Linked DNA regions of Mus musculus: region 1 is linked to region 2. A link is a contact called in public Hi-C data. All regions are on one chromosome and are shown on one strand. Each heading gives the region's core, a stretch centred on a gene start, on an enhancer-like site or on the middle of the called end of the contact. The rest is flanking DNA. Distances are from core to core; before and after follow the strand shown.

Region 1 (2,942 bases), core at 217-2,716, 240 kb before region 2:
GACTCTACTTTCTTTTGATGAGACAGGGTCTCTTACTAAACCTGAGCCTCAGTGCTTTGTCCAGACAGACCAGAGACCCCCCCCCCCCCCGGAACCTCCTATCCCTGCTTCTCCATGTGGAGACCATAGAGGATTGCCTGGGGGTGGGCTGCCTTTTACTGTGGGGCTGGGGTGGGGGTTGGGGGTGGGATGGGGGTTTGGAGTGGTGGGGGGTTGGGAGGGGAGGGAACTGAACTCCGGGCTGCTTGCTTTTGCTGCAAGTGCTTAGCTGACTGAGCCATCTCCCCAGTCCCTAGTTTTGAGTTTCGTTTGTTTTGGTGTGTGTGTGTGTGTGTGTGTGTGTGTGTGTTTTCAGAACCTCGCTGATGAGGAGGACAAGCAGAGTTCAAGCAGCTGATGGTAACGCGCTCACTCAGAGCTTCGGCTGACAGAGCTTCAGCACTCCTCCCAGCCCTACAGCTGTGGGGAGCAGGACATAGCATGCTCGCCCCTCAGATGTCCTCTGTGGGACACAGCATCTACGCAGAGTGCCAGGCCTCCAGTTATTGGGTCTAATAGTGACTAAGGATTAAAACTGGAAAGCTGTGGAGATATCTCAGCTGATAAAGTGCTTGCTGTGCAAGCACAGGGGCCTGAATTTTGTCCACCAGAACCCACTCTTAAAAAGCTGGGCGTGGCAGTGGGAGCCTGTAATTGATCTCAAGGCTTGTAAGCTTAGTGGCAAGCAGATGCTGGGGACTTGCCGGCTGGCTGGCCTCTTGTGATTGGTGATCCGAGCTCCTAGTCGAAGACCCTGTCTCAAAACAACAATAAAAGTGAAAGTTGCCTAAGACCCTACATCCAATATTGACCTCTGGCCTATACACACACATGTACATGTGCATACAAACACACACACACACACACACACACACACACACACACACACGCACATGCACACGCACGCGCACGCATGCATATGCATAGGTGCACTTGCATGCACAAGAACACACATACATGCACACTTACTGTGGCACATTTTAATTAAAATATATATATATGTGTATGTGTGTGAACCTGGGTGAGTTTATAAACAGTAAGGTCCCCAGGAAGCAGGAAACGGATCAGATCTCTTGGAACTGGAGTACCAGATGGTCACACGGCTGTGAGCTGCCCAGTGTAGATGCTAAGAGGGAAATCTGGGTCCTCTACAAGCGCAGCAAGCAGTTCTTAGCTGCTGAGCCATCTCTCCAGCCCCCAAAGAATATTTTATATTTTGAAGCCTAGCCTTCAATGGCTGAGCCATATATCCAGCCCTCCAAAGAATATTAAAAAAAAAAAATCCACAGTGTTAGCTTAGAAGCCTCAGAGGGTTTTCTTTATCCCAACACCTAACAGTTTTCTGGACAGGCAGATCTGGCAGTGACTGGTCCGGGGTGGCTACCCTTCCTGGGGCTCATGGCCACGGAGGCAAAGTTCCGGGCCTCCACAGGGCAGAGGAGGGTGAGCAGCTGCCGAGAGCCTCTCCCTGCCAGACTGCTCTGTGGAGGGGGATAGTGTTGGCAAATGACAAAGAAGAGAAAATTGGTGTTACACCCCATAGTTAACGTGACAACACGCAGCTAACGAGCACTCAGCGATCCCCCCTGCTCATTTCTGTCACCCCCTTTGAGAACGTCACTTGTTTTATACTTAGCCTTACAGTGTAGGATTAGCTTTCGGCTAAAGTGAATTAGTCAGGGTTCTTTAAAACTCAGAACAAAGGTGCTGGAAACGTGGGGCGAAGGGGGTGCTGAGCTGTGTGCTCCTGCAGGCCGAGCCTCGCCAGCAGATGGGAACTTAGACTGAGGGATGTCAACTGGGACTAAAGTTTTATGTTACCCATAGACCTTCACCTTACACATAATGCATCTTTCTTCCTGAAGTCATTTTAAGAGGGATGCCAAGGTTGTTGAAGTTCTCAAGGCATAAAGATCCCAACCCCAGAGAAAGAACAGTTTTCAAAACATCTTACATTTCAAATCACAGAGAGCCAGTTGTTTGTCATATACACAGATTTGGAGAGACACATGAATTCATACATACACAGGCTCATGTATTCACAACACATATATACATGTACATGCACACACTTGAACATACATGTACATATACACATGAACATACATGTATACTTACACATGTACACTCACACGTGCATATGCACACATGAACATACATGTACATATACACATGTACATTCACACATGCAGATGCACACACATGAGCATACATGTACATATATACACATGTACATTCACACATGCATGGGCACGAATGTGCATATACATTCATAATACATATACACATGTGCACACATGATTGCACATATATGTACATACTCACATATGTACTCTGTACTCATGCATGTCACAGGCACACATACACACAAATGTAGATTTCATATCCTTCTTTTTTTGCCTGGCATATCATTTCTTTCATATTCCCTCCCCAGCTCTTTTCTGCTCCTCATGTGATTTACCCAACTCCAAGGTTACAGGAAAAAGGTAGAATCTTTCCCCCTACAGGTCAGAGATTGTTTCTGGTTCCTCAAATGTCCCATAGGGAAGCTTGGGAAAGTTTGCTCTGCCAACTGATTCAACCTCGTGGTGAATAGAATGCTTTGTAGGGGTCAGCTGCCCTGGTTCCTGCTGACTGGAGTGCAAACTCAGCAGCGATTCTGCAGTTCACAGAACCAACCATAGATGTCGACACAGTACACAGCTCCTTGGAAAGCATTGGCTCAGAGGGGACCTTCTTCATAGGCTCAGGTGACCATCAAAACCGCTCCTTTTGCTTGAAATAGTTGTGAAATCACATGCTTTCTGGGGATACTGCTCAGTGGATAAAGGACTGTCTTGTCAGTATGAGGACTACAGTTCTGATCCCTGTCACCCATGTAAATCCTGGCCAGGTGGGACACT
Region 2 (2,921 bases), core at 207-2,706:
CTTCATCGGCCCCAGCTCAGTTCAGGGAATGCTGCACTTTAATTTCAATGTCTTCCTTCATGACACAGGAGGTAGCCTCAATCACAGCTCTGCCACATCTTTGCGCATGCGTCCCAGGCAGGAAGGGGTGTTTTCAGGAGCCCTGCCCACAACGGAGCTTCAAGGCCTCTGATGAACACTGGGGATGGAGGATGCAGCACCGTGGGACTCACTTGCTATCATCATGACAACAGGCAGGATGGTCGCCTTCTGATGGAGCTCAGGGACTTTTGAGATGGTTACTGCATGCCAATCTCTATAAACGACACACATGCACTGAGAAGAATAACTCCTTTTAGTCCGCACATGGATTTTTTTCAAAATATAAGACTGCTCCCTCCTCTTCCATTTCAAGATGGGTGTGTTTCCCCAGACTTGGAGAAGGAGAAGAGCTGCCCCCATCCTTTATCTGGCGAGGAGACCCAGGCGGCTGAGATCCAAACCATGTGCAGGGTGACAACAGTTAAGTCTGCACGGGGCCGCGTGGCTGCTCAGAGCCGAGAGTAGAAAGTGTAGTTCCAGGGTCTAATCCGACCGATCCGCTGTGTTCTTTGCAAAAGGTTGCGAGGCCTTGGCCTAATAAGCATAATCTCATTACACTGCAAATAAAAGTTTCCTATTTATCTCCAGATTTCAAATGAATCTAATAAGGCTTATGATACAGTCACCCAATACCCTAATCATATTTCTGCCTATCTAAAAGCAATCAGTAATTGTGTTACGGCAGAACGTGCTGACAATACCTCTGACACAGAGAGGAGAATGAGAGCCCAGCTGTACTAATTAAATTAAATGCTGGGCTGATGGAATACATTTGCCTCAGCCGGGAGCATGGGCGCAGAATTAATAAGCATTACAGCTCTGAGCGGGAGATGGTATCATAATGGAAGCGAGGTTTTGATGTGGAGAGCCCCATTCAGATTCAATGCACCATCATGCACAGCGGTGACAGCTGCTTAGAGAGGTGCGGAGCCTCAGACAAATTGCACAGGAACTTTGTCGTCTGCATGTTCCTCACCGAGGAGCAAGGCAGGCTGCATCGCTGTGCAGCCTGAGACCCACCCTGGCCAGCTCCTGTAGGTAGTTGCAGCCCCCAGTCTTCCCCTTTCCCAGCATGCCTGTTCTCACAACATACAGTGAGCCTCTGACCTCTTCATGAGCACTCTGTGCCCACCTTCTACCTCAGATGGCAAACACCACCCCGGGATCTTAGGCAGATGGAGTTGGGTCAGTTTTTGAAAGGCGTTGCCCCTCATCCTTTCCTGCAAGCCAGGGAGGGCCCCAAGGAACGAGCTGTACAAGGGTCACTCATGCTGTGGGTCACTGGAACCCAATGATATCCCTAGCTGATGGCTCTCCATCAAGCAAGGACCGCCCTCCGTTGCTGGACCCAGCCTGCTTTGCCAGCACAGCCCAATCCCTCGCTCATAAATTAGCTGCGCTATCTTGCCGGCTGCAGTGTGGAGCTGCCGTGCCAGCCGGCCCAGGCTGCGTTCATTATCATGAGGATTTTGACAGGATATTAAATTTACTAATCCTGAACTTGCCGAACTGACCCCTCACTGGGAACAGACAATGCTGGTGTCTGCCTGTGCGATGCTTTCTGTTTTCTCTCTCCCTTCTGCCTCGTTTCTCCAAGGATACCACACGTGCTCCTGTCCTTGCAACTCAAGCCTCCCTCAGGTGCACAGGGCCACACACGCTACCAGTATCAGCTGCCAGCCCATTTCCCTGCTGTGCAGATTCCTTCCTGATTCCTTGCTTGCCACAGGTGACCAAACACGGAGCTGCCACATCCTACCCTACTTGTGCACATAGATGTGCACATAGATGACAGAGCATCCATGAATCAGACACCTGGGCACCACTGTTAAACTATGGCTTTCTGGGCAGGCTTGATGCTCTAGCCTTCACTATTGTAGCTTTGACACAGATAAACTAGCATGCTTGCCACAGGTTAGCTCCCACCCCCACATATGTATACCCCATAATCATGCCTATACACAAAGTCATGTGCCCTCCTGTACTCATATTCATATTCCACATGCACACTCATGCAAATGCCTATGTATATGCTCACATACACAATACAAGCACATCACACATATCACACACACACGGACACATGCATGCTCAAACACTATATACAACACAAACACCACACATACATATCCATATACACACTAACATACATTCATACACAAACACATCACACACATATTCACATTCTCCCATATAAAAATGTAAATATATCACACACATCATAATATATATATATTCATTCCTACATGAACATACACATGTATCTATACAACATGTATCATAGCTACATATGTATACCCACATACACACACTTTCACATTCACATATAATACATGTCACATACATCAACCCAACATGTATATTCCCTCAATTTTCACATACATGTACATAAAATATATACATACATCACAATCAGACACATACCCACACACTGTCATATATACATATGCAACATATACCACACACTTCACACCACATATGTATATAGTTATACCCACTTATAACACATGCTTATGTATGTGTACACATATCATGGTTACATGTATCTAACACATACATACTCATCTATACTTTGTGTGCAGAGACTCCTCATATACATGCATACACATGACTCACACACATGTACACACAGAGGCACAGAAACACACATCAAACTTATGTACTGACTTCCAAAACTCATATACACATGTTTACACACATGTCCAAATGCACAGATGTGCATACATCACATATGAGCACACATACTTACCCTTTAACACACACACACACACACACATCCATGCACACTCATTAATGTGGGCATACACACTCACAGTTACACATGTATACATACATATCCA

What was found. A called contact is a pair of places that touch in the nucleus more often than the background predicts.
Region 1: a contact with region 2 is called in a Hi-C map of ganglionic eminence, with 2.3 times the contacts expected there. The contact joins two enhancer-like sites. A contact is called at or near these places in 12 of 39 promoter capture datasets (the 3T3-L1 cell line, 3T3-L1-derived adipocytes, the HPC-7 cell line and 6 more), 5 of 484 Hi-C or Micro-C datasets (cerebral cortex, embryonic stem cells, ganglionic eminence and 2 more) and 3 of 115 datasets of contacts at active chromatin or transcription factors (astrocytes, embryonic basal ganglia and kidney).

What each region holds. Positions count from the first base shown.
Region 1 is chr8:12,564,300-12,567,241 of GRCm38.p6, reverse strand. No RefSeq gene overlaps it. Among named protein-coding and RNA genes, the nearest start is that of Spaca7, 7.3 kb to the left of the region's middle. Within about 2 kb of position 1,466, at least 38 of the 459 cell types and tissues checked have an H3K27ac peak or open chromatin away from gene starts, as enhancers often do. A contact at or near this core is called in embryonic basal ganglia and ganglionic eminence, where this site is marked.
Region 2 is chr8:12,325,901-12,328,821 of GRCm38.p6, reverse strand. Gm51562 (a long non-coding RNA gene) reads left to right here. Exons shown (of 3, transcript XR_003947512.1): 3 at 69-578. Among named protein-coding and RNA genes, the nearest start is that of Gm51562, 5.1 kb to the left of the region's middle. Within about 2 kb of position 1,456, at least 25 of the 459 cell types and tissues checked have an H3K27ac peak or open chromatin away from gene starts, as enhancers often do. A contact at or near this core is called in embryonic basal ganglia and ganglionic eminence, where this site is marked.